Linked DNA regions of Mus musculus: region 1 is linked to region 2. The links are chromatin contacts, called in public HiChIP or PLAC-seq maps. All regions are on one chromosome and are shown on one strand. The core of a region is the stretch at or near the end of the contact, and the rest is flanking DNA. Distances in the headings are between cores, read along the strand shown. Region 1 holds the start of Abca8b (ATP-binding cassette, sub-family A (ABC1), member 8b). Region 2 holds the start of Gm39444 (a long non-coding RNA gene).

The links. HiChIP or PLAC-seq counts read pairs in DNA pulled down with a chosen protein or histone mark.
Region 1: a contact with region 2 is called in an H3K27ac HiChIP or PLAC-seq map of heart atrium, with 6 read pairs. The contact joins the promoter of Abca8b here to the enhancer-like site in region 2. A contact is called at or near these places in 2 of 39 promoter capture datasets (frontonasal cranial neural crest and macrophages), 1 of 484 Hi-C or Micro-C datasets (liver), 2 of 115 datasets of contacts at active chromatin or transcription factors (heart atrium and intestinal crypt epithelium) and 3 of 9 other capture datasets (adipose tissue, liver and pancreatic islet).

The regions. Positions count from the first base shown.
Region 1 is chr11:109,992,756-110,000,048 of GRCm38.p6, reverse strand. It overlaps Abca8b (ATP-binding cassette, sub-family A (ABC1), member 8b), which reads left to right and starts at 4,204. Exons shown (of 39, transcript NM_013851.3): 1 at 4,204-4,437.
Region 2 is chr11:109,926,252-109,933,061 of GRCm38.p6, reverse strand. It overlaps Gm39444 (a long non-coding RNA gene), which reads left to right and starts at 2,474. Exons shown (of 2, transcript XR_880288.2): 1 at 2,474-3,221; 2 at 4,249-5,257. It overlaps Abca8b (ATP-binding cassette, sub-family A (ABC1), member 8b), which reads left to right. Exons shown (of 39, transcript NM_013851.3): 39 at 1-856. Within about 2 kb of position 5,496, at least 23 of the 459 cell types and tissues checked have an H3K27ac peak or open chromatin away from gene starts, as enhancers often do. A contact at or near this core is called in adipose tissue, heart atrium and liver, where this site is marked.

The sequences.
Region 1 (7,293 bases), core at 2,955-5,454, 68 kb before region 2:
TCAAGAAACAAGCCTTAACAAAAATTATCAAGCTAAATATTCTCTGACCATGAGTGAATCAAACTACAAATTAGTGACTAAAAGCAGGGGAGATGGCTCAATGCATAAACTGCTTGACTGATATGCATAAGAGACCAGGTTTACACCCCAGGATTCACCTAAGTGCTGGTGCATTAATACACTTCTGTTTCTAATCTTAGGACTAGGGAGCCAGAGACAGGAGAATCTCTGCAGCTTGCTACCTAGACATTCTAGCCAATTCAGTGAGCTTACAGATTCAGATGAAAGATTTTGTCTTTAAAAAATATGGTGATCTCCCGTCAATAAGACAAAAAGACCACCAACAGATTGGGAAAGGATCTTACTTATCCTAAATCAGATAGAGGACTAATATCCAATATATATAAAGAACTCAAGAAGGTGGACTCCAGAAAATCAAATAACCCTCTTAAAAATAGGGCTCCAAACTGAACAAAGAATTCTCACCTGAGGAATACCGAATGGCAGAGAAACACCTGAAAAAAATGTTCAATATCCTTAATCATCAGGAAAATGCAAATCAAAACAACCCTGAGATTCCACCTCACACCAGTCAGAATGGCTAAGATCAAAAATTCAGGTGACAGCAGATGCTGGCGAGGATGTGGAGAAAGAGGAACACTCCTCCATTGCTGGTGGGATTGCAAGCTTGTACAACCACTCTGGAAATCAGTCTGGCGGTTCCTTAGAAAATTGGACATAGTGCTACCAGAGGATCCAGCAACACCTCTCCTGGGCATATATCCAGAAGATGTCCCAATCGATAAGAAGGACACATGCTCCACTATGTTCATAGCAGCCTTATTTATAATAGCCAGAAGCTGGAAAGAACCCAGATGCCCCTCAACAGAGGAATGGATACAGAAAATGTGGTACATTTACACAATGGAGTACTACTCAGCTATTAAAAAGAATGAATTTATGAAATTCCTAGCCAAATGGATGGACCTGGAGGGCATCATCCTGAGTGAGGTAACACAATCACAAAGGAACTCACACAATATGTACTCATTGATAAGTGGATATTAGCCCAAAACTTAGGATACCCAAGATATAAGATACAATTTGCTAAATGCATGAAACTCAAGAAGAATGAAGACAAAAGTGTGGACACTGTGCCCCTTCTTAGAATTGGGAACAAAACACCCATGGAAGGAGTTACAGAGACAAAGTTTGGAGCTGTGACGAAAGGATGGACCATCTAGAGACTGCCATATTCAGGGATCCACCCCATAATCAGCTTCCAAACGCCTACACCATTGCATACACTAGCAAGATTTTGCTGAAAGGACTCACATATAGCTGTCTCTTGTGAGACTATGCAGGGGCCTAGCAAACACAGAAGTGGATGCTCACAGTCAGCTATTAGATGGATCACAGGGCTCCCAATGGAGGAGCTAGAGAAAGTACCCAAGGAGCTAAAGGGATCTGCAACCCTATAGGTGGAACAACATTATGAACTAACCAGTACCCCAGAGCTCTTGACTCTAGCTGCATATATATCAAAAGATGGCCTAGTCGGCCATCACTGGAAAGAGAGGCCCATTGGACTTGCAAACTTTATATGCCCCAGTACAGGGGAACGCCAGGCCCAAAAAAAATGGGAATGGGTGGGTAGGGAAGTGGGGGGGAGGGTATGGGGGACTTTTGGGATAGCATTGGAAATGTAATTGAGGAAAATATGTAATAAAAAAAGAAAAAAAATATGGTGATCTCTACAGGCTTTATCTCCCCTTTGTTGGGTATTTAAGCTAATGTTATCCCAGTTGGGTCCTGGGAGCCTCTCCCTTCCCAGGCAATCTGGGACTTTCTAGTGCCACTCCCCGCCCCCCCCCCCCCCCCCCCGTTCCCCACCTCCACTGCTACATATTTCTATTCATTTTCTGGACCCTCTGGATTTCTCTCCTGTCTCTTCCCATACCTGCTCCTGCCCCCCCCCCGTTTTCCCTCCCCCACCTCTCTCCCTCCCAGGTCCCTCCCTCCCTCCCTCCACCTCCATTAGATAGGCATGACCCACCCATGTCAAAAATGTTAACACAGAATTTTTCCTGTCTAAAGGAAATGCAGGGACAAAACATGGAGCAGAGGCCAAAGAAAAGGCCATCTAGACACTACCCCACCTTGAGATCCATCCCCAGAGCTCCCAGGTACTAAACCATCAACAAAGAATACACATGGAGGGACCCCATGGCTCCAGCTACATATGTAGCAGAGGATGGCCTTATCTGGCAACAATGGGAGGGGAGGCTCCAGGTCCTGTGGAGGCTTGATGGGTCAGCATAAAGGATGCTAGAGTGGTGAGGCAGGAGTGGGTGGGTAAGTGGATGAGAGAGCAAAGGGGAGGGGAGATGGGATGGGTAGTTTGTGAGGAGAAACCAGAAGGGGCACAATATTTGAAATATAAAATAACCAATAAAAGCTTAAGTTCATTGGTTAAAAATAATAATAAGGTGGATTGGGGACTGGAGAGGTGGCTCAGGGATAAAGAGCACAGTTGCTCTTGCAGAGGACCCAGATTCAGTTCCCATACGGTAATCTGCAATCTGTAACTCCAGTTCCAAGGGATTTGACTCAATTCTTAACCCCACGGACACAAGGTATGCACTTGATGTATGCGCATGCACAGACGTACAACCAAAACACCCAAACACATAAGATAAAATAAATAAACCTTTTTAAAATAAAAATTACGGTGATACATAGAGAAACCCTGTCTCTAAAACAAACAAACAACAACAAAAAAAAACAGTATAATGAATTTGTTTTTTAATTGTGTGAGAATTTCATACATGTATTACATTTACATAATTTCCCCTCTAATTTTTCCTGTGTGTCTACTCAATTCCCTCTCAAATTCATGGCATCTTAATTTCTATTGTACACACACATACACACACATACACACACACACACCCCTAATGTCTTTTAACATTGTTCATATGTACCCGTCTTTAGGGCTGACCACTTGGGATTGGATGAACTACAAGACTTTTTTCTGGAGAGCACTGGTTCTCCGTTCCTCACCAGTCATTGGTTGCCTATATCTCTTTATCTAGGAGTAGACCCTAGAAATTTTACCTCTTCCTGTTGGCATGTCAGCTGTGGTTGTCATTATGTAAGTTTCCTTTAGGCAGATATATTGTTGCAACCTCCCGGGAGCAGCAATCCTGTCTAGAAGATATTGTCCAGCAGCCATATAGCCTAGTCCTCTGATTCACATCCCTTCTTCCAGGATGTTCCCTGAACTTATATTATGGGTGTACATAATGTGTTGGGTCTGGGTACCTCTTGGCGACCAGTTATGGATCCTTGTAGTAGCCTCAGTTAGATGCAAAAGGAAGCTTCTTGAAGAAGCATGAGAACTACATTCAACTGTAGGCATAAGAAGTATTTAAAATGCAGTTAGAAATTATATTGCTTAAGAAAAATAGCAGTGGTACATTCTCCTCTAGGGTCTATGACCGCTACATCCACAGAGAGTTGACTAGGTTTAGAATATCAAACACAATTTCCTTCTGATTGAGAAGGCTTGGTGTTCAATTATATAGCTGTTGGATACCCCCAAGGTAAATAATGCCACAGTTACACCAGTCAGAAAAATAATAGCATGGTACACAGTAATATATAATTAAAATAATATATAATAAAATAGCATATTCATAATCCATGATTAGTGTTTATTAAGCAAATGGCAATCAAGCTGCAAAAATAACAGAAATATGGACAGCACTTGATGAAGACCCTTGATGTCTATCTCTTTCCTCCAGGAGCAGAAGGGACATACAAGATAATTGTCTCCAGTATCTAGAATGAAGACCCTAAAACCTACTCCATAAATCAACAGTCAAGACTAAAGCTCAGCGGGAACTGGAAAAAAATCACCAGAGAACTAAATGAAAGCAAAACTGAGAAATAAGAATGAAAATCCTGAGTGAAGAAGTCAGAAGCCCAGGGCTGTGGGTGGAGAGAAAGCTTTCCTCCGATAACACAGCTCTCTGATTTACCACCTTCCAGTTTAAAAGCAACGCATTAAATGTTGCTCTCCAGCTTAGGCATCCTGCAAGCTTGGGAATATTGAATTTCCTCCGTTATACAGCCACATGGCCAGGTGACCAAATATAACTGGCACCGCCCTGCGGGGGCTGGCTGCACAGCGGTAAAAGAGGAGCAGCCATGCGCGGTCACGTGTCCGTGGTGTTTGGCAAGACCAACCCAGAGCTGAGATCATAAACTCCCGCTGAGAGCAGCTTTCACCAGTCGCGTTCACGGACAGCAAACAGTTAAACTCTAGAAAGGTGCTGGAGAATAGGGGGAGGGGAAGGTGTCTCACTTTATTATTCTAAACAGAGCCCGTGATTAAATGGTGCGGCTGGAGTCCCTGCTTGGCATTTCCCGAAAGTAAGTTTCTGAGATTTTGTTTTCCTTATCAGGTTTATTTGTTTGGGCATCGGGATTATTATTGTTGTTGTTATAATAAAAAAATGAACCGTTTTATGAGCTGAATGCTAACCATCTGTGTCAAAGTTGGTTTTTTAAAAATCAGTGGGCTATTCTGAAATGTTTTGGTGTCTGGTGTGTAATATTAAATAGAGCAAGGTATTCAATTAAAATATATACCTTTATATCATGATGTTCTGCTGAGCCATAAAATGAGTGTGCGAATGAGCTGAAATTGGCCAACAGACTGACTGTCAAGCTGAGACACTTCAGGATTGAGTGGGAAGCTTGTACTGCCTCTGGAGTTATTTGCTTTGATGATGTAATTTGGCAATCTGGGGTTAACTTTTCTGAGACTGCTTCCGGAGAGGGTTCACAGAACACTTGATGAATAGCAAGCTGTGACTGTTCTTGGATCTCTGGCTGTTCTGACACCGTGGGGGAAATGAGAATGTGAAATGTGCAGGGCTCTCCTGTCTCACAGCCTAACTTTGAATGTTCATCCTTCAGCACAGAAGTGTCAGCCTCCCAGGGCAACAGGGGAGGAGAAACACTTAGTCTCTCGCCCTCTGTCTCTGTCTGTCTCTGTCTCTGTCTCTGTCTCTGTCTCTGTCTCTGTCTCTGTCTCTGTCTGTCTGTCTGTCTGTCTGTCTCTCCCTCCCTTCCCCTTTCTCCTCCTCCCCCCCCCCCCCCCACTTAAACATTTTGGATATTATTTATGCCACAGATAAGGAGGGTTCATGTCTTCAGTATTTTTACAAATCGCAGAACACACACACCAGGAGTGGACAGACAAGGAGGCGATTTTAATTTACAAATAAAATCAGAGAAGTTGCAGACAAGAGTGCAGTTGCCTGCAGGGCTGTGCCTGATTCTGTATTGAGATCTCTACTCAGACAACTCTGCCACCCCAACAGACTACACAGTCCCCTCAGAAGTTGTTCCCTCTGGATTATCCGGACTGAGAACAACTCATGAGGCACCTTAGCGGCCCCTCAGTGGGCACTCCAACCTGATGCAGCTCCACTCTTGGCATCCATTCCTTCCTTCTCTCTTTCCATGAGTTGTCTCCTTTCTTTTCTTGCCTGTCTGCCTTGCCTGGGACCTCCTTTAACAGCCCTATGCAGGTTCCTCCTGTGGCAATAGCCCCTGAGCCTGCTTCAGCCATTGTGTCTCCCATTAGACTGGCCAGGACTTATCACCTGAGCTTCGACTCTAGAGAATCCACGAGAGTGAGCTCTCTGTGTGTGGTAAACATGAGGAGCACTTCTGGTAAGGACCCACCAGCTTGTTGCTGTGGATCATCGTGTGGGGTTCATCCCTAGCACTCGCTTCAGTTCTTAGGACTTAGAACCAATTTTATGGTATTCACCATGGAGCTACTGACTTTGTGGTCAAAAGCCCGGGCCATTCACGCCCCTGGCTTCCCAGAAATCTGATAAGCATGGGATTCTGGGGAGCCTTCCCTTTCATGATTCAGCTTAGGTATCCAGTGTCCTCCCTCAGGAAAAAAAAAATGCTTTTGAAGAGCATTTACATCCCTTAGTTTGCAGAAGAGGTTTCACCAGAGCATGTTTGCATAGTATTGATTGTTGAAGTTGTAGCAGGAGGTGGTGTTATTATGCACTAAAACATCTTCTGCAGGAAATTTTACATTCCCATTTAATTATTTATATATATATATATATATATATATATATATATATATATATATGCAAATCCCCTTATCAAATCACCCACTGATATTTACACACAAACACACCTGCCCACCCCCTCTCCTATAGATGATCTTCCCTCTCTTCCTTCGGTGTTGAATTAGCTAAAGCTGTGGTTTGCTGCACACCTGTGGGAAAGTTTGTTCTGTTCTGCTAAGTAGTCTCTATGGCAGTACAATAATGCTGTTCTCTTCAGCCGGTTCTGGGCAAAGCCCCTGGAATGCCCTCCTGCGTACTGCCTCACACACAAGGCAAAGGATCATGAATTCCCAATCCAGATGAAGCCAGTCCAGAGCCACTACCTGGAGTTTCTACCTCTGCCTCCCAGATACAACACCTCACCACAGAAATGACCATTCACTGGAAAGATAACAGATTATTATTCGTAGACATAAATCTATTTGTGCTTACTTCAGATTAAAAGTTGAGTCACATTTCTGTATAATAACCGGATCAGTTAGAATCTATCCGAGAGCTCATATATGTAGACAGTATTTGTAAAAGATAAATCGTAATAAGAGCTGTGAAATTTTCATAAAATAAATCACAGTTCTTTGGGAAAATTAAGAGCAACCATTAAAGATATATGAATACCTTTATAATGTGCTTTGAACAGGACAGGAAATTGAGGAAAGGAAAAAAATATTTAACAGCTCAGCAAAAAATGATAAGAATATAAAAAGTATGATTAGAATAGAGGTAAATAAAATCAAATATAAGAATAAAACATAGTGAGAGATTATCCAAAGCAAAGGTTCATACATAATTTAATTCACTTTAAAAATATTATTATTTATTAATTAGGTTTTAAACAACAGAACAGTTGTCAGTATTTTATGAACCAAATATTTGAAACGTCAGCCAATGCTTTAAAGTAAAGAGCTAGATAAAGGTGTGTGCAGACAAATGTTAACCGGGAGAAACATGGGGTGTCTGTGTTGCTTTAAGAAATCCAAGTCGTCCCCCCACCCAAACACACACACACACACACACACACACACACACACACACACACACACACACACTACATAGCTGGGATAGTGGCACTGTGTCTTAAGCTTTTCACCATTCAATTCTACTACAATAGTAGCAGAGTCAGAGG
Region 2 (6,810 bases), core at 4,247-6,746:
AACAGAATTTTTAGAATAGAACTGAGGGGTTTGTTTTGTTTTGTTTTGTTTTTAAAGTCAGGACACAAAAGAACTTTATAGAAAGATTTCAACTCAAAAAGAGCATAGAAGTAAAGAAAGGCACACCTTTGGGAGAAAGGGCATTGAGAGTAAGAGCATTATTGTGATATCAGAGTAGGAGGAAAGAGCAAAATTATAAGGAGAATGAACAGTGGAATAACTTAGAAACCATAGGTTACAAACTAAGAAAGCAATGTGAAGAATTCAGAGGGAAAGAGGGAATAAGAAGAAGCTGTAGAGAAAGCAGAAGGGGCAGGCAAGCTTTTCCTTATCATGGGACAGAACAGGTCTTTTCTTAATAACAAGCCAGGCTTAGTCTTATTAAAAGGAACCAAGCTCTCTTCTTACAAACTTGAGTTTAATTCACTTAGCATCAAAAGGTAGAAACTGTTTTGTTCGCTATACAATAAAGATTGGAGTTCATTTTTCATCCAGAATGAGTGAATTCTTTCTGCACTGCTGTTTAGTCTTTTGCTCCAAATGCATATGTAAGCATGAATGTGTGTGTATAAGTATGCAGTTGTGAGAATGTATGCAAACTAAGCCCAACTGGTTTGAATGGAAATGTATAAATATTCATGCATGAATCTGTATGTGAATCTATGTGTGTTTATGCATATTTGCTTCTGTAAAAGTTTTTTTCTTCAGCAAGTGATATCTTTTATGTTTCAATAGAAGTCTATTGTTCCAAACTTCCCCCTAGCCTGACAAGTGAGAGGCATCTGGACAAAAATGGAAAAGGCTCTAGCAATTAATCCTTTATTTAATCTCCTGCTGTTTTTTTTAATAAAACAACATATTAATGTTCTTAATTTTCTTTTTATTTTATTTTTTGTTAATCATTCCATTCATTTACATCTCAAATGATATTCTACTTTCCAGTTACCCCTCCATGAACCCCCCATTCCACATCTGCCCCCTCTCCTCAGTCCCCTTTGACTCTATGAGGGTGCTCCCCCACCCACCCACCCACCCCCTCCTGCACCACAGCTCCAGCATCCCCCTACACTGGGTCATCAAACCTCCACAGGATCAAGGGCCTCCCCTCCCATTGATAGACAAGACATGTTCAGACAAGGCCATCCTCTGCTACATATATATCTGGAGCCATGCATTCCTCCCTGTACACTCTTTGACTGGTGGTCTAGTCCCTGGGAGCACTGTCTGTCTAGACAATGTTGTTGCTGTTGCCAAGAGGTGCTTGCTGACAGAAACTTGGTATGGCTGTTCCTTGGGAGGTTCAGCCAGCAACTGACTGATGCAGATGTGAATGCTTGGAGCCAACCATCTGACTGAGCTCAGGGAGCCCAGTGGGGGAGCTGGGGGAAGGACTGGAGGAGAGAAGAGGATTGCAACGAAGCAAGCTTGTACAATGACTCTGGAAATCAGTCTGGCGGTTCCTCAGAAAATTGGACATAGTACTACCAGAGGATCCCGAAATACCTCTCCTGGGCATATATCCAGAAGATGTTCCAACCGGTAAGAAGAACACATGCTCCACTATGTTCATAGCAGCCTTATTTATAATAGCCAGAAGCTGGAAAGAACCCAGATGTCCCTCAACAGAGGAATGGATACAAAAAAATGTGGTACATTTACACAATGGAGTACTACTCAGCTATTAAAAAGAATGAATTTATGAAATTCCTAGGCAAATGGATGGACCTGGAGGGCATCATCCTGAGTGAGGTAACCCAATAACAAAAGAACTCCCACAATATGTACTCACTGATAAGTGGATATTAGCCCAGAAATTTAGAATACCCAAGATATAAGATACAATTTGCTAAACGCATTAAACTCAAGAAGAACGAAGACCAAAGTGTGGACACTTTGCCCCTTCATAGAATTAGGAACAAAACACCCATGGAAGGAGATACAGAGACAAAGTTTGGAGCTGAGATGAAAGGATTGACCAGCTAGAGACTGCCATATCCGGGGATCCATCCCATAATCAGCTTCCAAACGCTGACACCATTATATACACTAGCAAGATTTTGCTGAAGGACCCAGATATGGCTGTCTCTTGTGAGACTATGCCATGGCCTGGCAAACACAGAAGTGGATGCTCACAGTCAGCTATTGGATGGATCACAGGGCCCCCAATGGAGGAGCTAGAGAAAGTACCCAAGGAACTGAAGGGATCTGCAATCCTATAGGTGGAACAATAATATGAACTAACCAGTGCCCCCCAGACACCCCTCGTGTCTCTAGCTGCATATGTATCAGAAGATGGCCTAGTCGGCCATCAGTGGAAAGAGAGGCCCATTGGTCGTGCAAACTTTATATGCTTCAGTACAGGGGAACGCCAGGGCCAAGAAGTGGGAGTGGGTGGGTAGGGGAGTGGGTGGGGCAGCGTGTGGGGGACTTTTGGGATAGCATTGGAAATGTAAATGAAATAAATACCCAATTTAAAAAAACTGAAAAAAAAAGAAGTGCATGAAAAAAAAAGAGAGAGAGATGTTTAAAGATGAGGTGCTAAATGCCAGAGACTGTAGTTTCAGGCCTACACAGAAGGCAGGTCAGCTACAGTGGCACAGTAAATTAGACTTAGAAAAGTAAACTTTCAATTATTATACAGCAACCCTAAATATCTCATAAGACAAAAGTCTTATCCCATATCTTGGAAAACAAAAGTCTTACCCTCTGCCCTTTCCCCCCTCTATTGCCTCAAGGAGAACCAACAAGAAAGAACATGCTGGGACTGGTCCCAGTCAACAGAAGTGGAAAGAAGCAGCCAGAATACCATGAGAAGTTCTTTGGTGCCTTTTTCTCTATGAAGGCACAGCACAACAAACAAAGATAGCAGCAGAGTGTTGGAAGGCAAACCAATGCAAGAGAGCTGCATTGTCTCAATGTCTGTGGGGTTATATCCTTTCTATACATGCGCCCTCTGAAAAGTCCACTGCAGCAGAACAGCATATGCCCTCTGCTTCAGTACAACATCCTCTCATAAGACAGCTTCCGGGAAAACATCACATGGCACAACCTACTCTCCAAAGAAGCTAGAAATTTCCACTTCACAAAACATTTAAGCATGCTTCTCTAATCTAGAATGTGAAATCCATACATTTACTCTCGGGATGCCTGCTGCTCTGAAGAGTCAATTACAGCTAAGAATACTGAAAGACTATTGGTCAGATCATCCAGTACCCACATAGGTAAGTTATCCACAGATCACCTGATGATGAAGATACAATCTGGAAAGCCAAAATTCGCTATTAGAAGTTAGTTGTGCTGTATTTTTACTATAGCATGAAATCTGGGCATTAAAGACCCCTAAATGACAACTAATCTTCCATATGCACTTGGTATGTGGATTCAGAAAGATTGCACTTTTGAATCACATGACCAAGCAGATGAAAAAATAAGATCACACACATACACATCATGGGAGAGAGAAAGAGAGTGGGAGGAAGGGAAGAGAAAGAGAAGGAAAAGATAAAGGGGATAAAAAGGAGAGAGAATGAAGGAATGAAGGAATGAATATGAATATAATTATGACCTGGCCAGCCTGGAACAGTCTATTAGCCTCAAATTCACAGAGATCCACTTGTTTCTGCCTCCCTAGTTCTGAGATTAAAGAAATTCACCACTACATCGGGTTAATTTTACCATTTCATGTCTGTTCTTCATCTTTTTTCCTTTCTTTCCTTAATAACCACATATTTAAGAGTTTCTTTAAAAATCATTTTTAAATATTTGCTAAAAATAAGCAAGCATATTTGCTAACATGAACTTGTGAGGGTTTAAATATGCTAGCATTTAGATTTACGCTTTTGATATTGTCTGCTAAGTATAATTAAACTGTAAAGTGGAAATTTCTGGTTACTTTGGAAACTTAGGTTATAATTACGTTTTGCTGGGGCAGAAAGGTGAAAGGCTGTTTTGCTAAAGCAGACATGTGAAAGAATGCTTTGCTGAAGCAGACACGGGTGAAAAGATGTTTTGTTATAGCAGACACATGAAAGGATGTGTGGTGTTTAGAAAGAATGTAAATATGAGCCCACAGACAATGGGAGCTGGGGCATTGGTTCGCTTTGCTCCACCTTGACAGTCTGCTGGCAACATGGATGTATTGGTTCACCTTGCATTGCATTGCTGCGTTTCCTTTGTAATGACTTAATAGAGAAAAGCTTACCAAAGAACTTCTCATGACATCCCTGTGTCTTCTTGCCTCTTCCACAGAATCAGGCTGGTTGGTGAGCCTCACGGTTTCTTCTGAACTGAACTGCCCTTGACAATTCATGTGTGGTGTCTGTCAAGTGGACCGGATTGCAGATGCTAATTTGTGTTTTGTGTTTGTCTAGTGAACTGGACTGAGAACAACAATGATTGGAATCACCCCCCAAAGAACTATTTCTAAACATGTCCACTTCCCCTGTCTCCTAATTACCTTTCTTTTCCACTACTTCTGGTGGGTGATGGGATAGAAGGGAGATTGAACCCTTACAAAGATAGGTTGTGAAAAATATATGCCTATAAAACCCTCTGTCCCCATTCATGTATATCACCATAAAAGAAGAAGACATATATTGTGATTGTATTTTCCTGAGACTAAGTTTGCATATCTAACTGACCTTTTTCATTATCTAGAAAGATGTAGCAATTTGGAATCCCAAGGAATATAATGCCAAGCTGGGAGCTTTCTGGATATATGATTAGAATAGAGCATCCAATCCTACCAAACCTTAACACACTATGTTGTTACAGTAGAATCCCAGACACTAGACATTTCTTCTTCTCTATTTCTGTAAGTCAATGTTCAGAGATCAGTAGATTAATCAAAATCATACAATAGCTAAAGAGCTTACCCAGGGTCCTACTGACAATTGATCTTCTCATCGCTCCAAACAGCTTCAATGTCATGCTAATTTGGTTTGGAAAGCAGCAGGTGTAGAAACCCCAGACCCTTCCCAACGTGCTCCAAATTCAATCAGAAATGAAATCATACCTATGTGGTATGAAGCAAAAAGATAACAAAATAACATTATAGAATGCCATGCTGCATGCTATCAACAGAAGTGTTCACTGCAATATTTTAAGGAAGGGCTGGAGAGATGGTTTAGTCGTTTTTCCAGAGAACTCCAGTTCAGTTCCTAGCACCCACTTTGGGTGACTCTAATTTCAGCTCCAGAGAATCAGACATCTTTTTCTGCCCTTTATCTGCACAAATACATACACACACACACACCAATAAATAATAAATAAATTTTAAAATCTTTTTAATGTTTAAAGATAAGGAGATGCATTTTGGAATTAGCCTGTCTTATGAATGTGAGCTGAAAGACATTTATCCTTGAATTTGAAGGAATCATTGGAGGCTTATGGGTGAGAGCAGAACAAAATTACTGGAAAGCAACTGGAGGGTTATCAAAGATAAATTGTTCTTACTTCAATACAAGGCACATGGCCAAAGGTGACCTGTTTGACCAAGAGTCTGCAAACATTTCTTTAGTGGTGACTAACTGGCCCTTCTAGTTACAGTCTGTGGGTTTCTGGGGTTCAAAAGAAACTGGCAAAGTCCGCCTCAAATGGAATGGCAGCAAGCCAATAACTAGGAAAACAGCTCAAATACAGTAAGTAGCTTAATTCTATTGTGATTTGGAGGCGGTGGAGACCAGTAACTCACAAGGTAATCATTTAAGTGGTAATCATCTAGAAAGACTGGGAAGAGGATAAGGAAGGAGAAAACAAAGAGATACCTAGAGTGACTTGTCTTCAGATCTGTGCCATTCTGAACCAAAGGTCATCTGACTCTTTGTATAATGGCCACAGCCACAGTTATTGGCCATCAGCCATCAGATTTTACTGGGGTTCTGTTTTTGGTTTTGTTTTTGGTTATTGTGAAACCCAAACCACAGCTGTTAAGCACTTAGTTGCAGCTGTCTGGCAATGACATTCTGCCTCTACTTGATATAAACTCCATGTGTTCCTTTGTGAATGACCTCTTCCTTTGCTTCGCTGATAAGGACTTTTGAATAGTAAAGATATTTACACTTGTGGGGGTTGCTGCATCGGTGGACACAGACTTCTGAAGCATTGTGTTGCCTGTCTGATGTTTCAAACACAGGAATTTAGAATGGAATGTGGTCCAAGAGCCTGGATCCCAGGTCTCTTAAGAGAGCCCAGAGACAGAGATTGCTGGCAAAGAAAGCAGAAGAAGGGAAAGATGGGGTCTACGAGGGAGAGGGATGGTGTCAGAGGGTGAGAATGAAGGGAGAGGTGGATCTTCCACCACTCGAATCATAAAAAACCTGATGGAACTCCAGCGTGTGAAAGGTCAGGACATTATATTCAAAGGAAGTAGAGGAGTCCAGTAAGCTATAAGAGCTTCTGAGACTAGTGAAGAGAAGCAACTTAGGACAAATATTGAAACCCAATATAAAACAAAGACAGCCTTGTTCTCTACCAAAAGCTTTATGCAAGCTACTTCTAACAGTCAAGACATTAAAGACAGTGCTGGTGGTTTTTATTTCTATTAAACCATGTGTCCTAGTCTGATTTTCTGTCACTATAGTAAAACGCTGGCCAAGTCCAGTTAAGGAGAAAGGGGATGACTTCGCCTTACAGGTTACAGACTTTAATAGAGGGGAGCTAAGGCAGGAACCTGAAGGCACAAATGAAACAAAGACCACAGTGGAATGATGCGGATTGGTTTGCTCCTCATGCCCTGCTCCCCTTGCTTCTCTACACAACACAGACCTATGTGACTAAGGGTGGCACTTCCCACAGTAGGCTGGGCCCTCA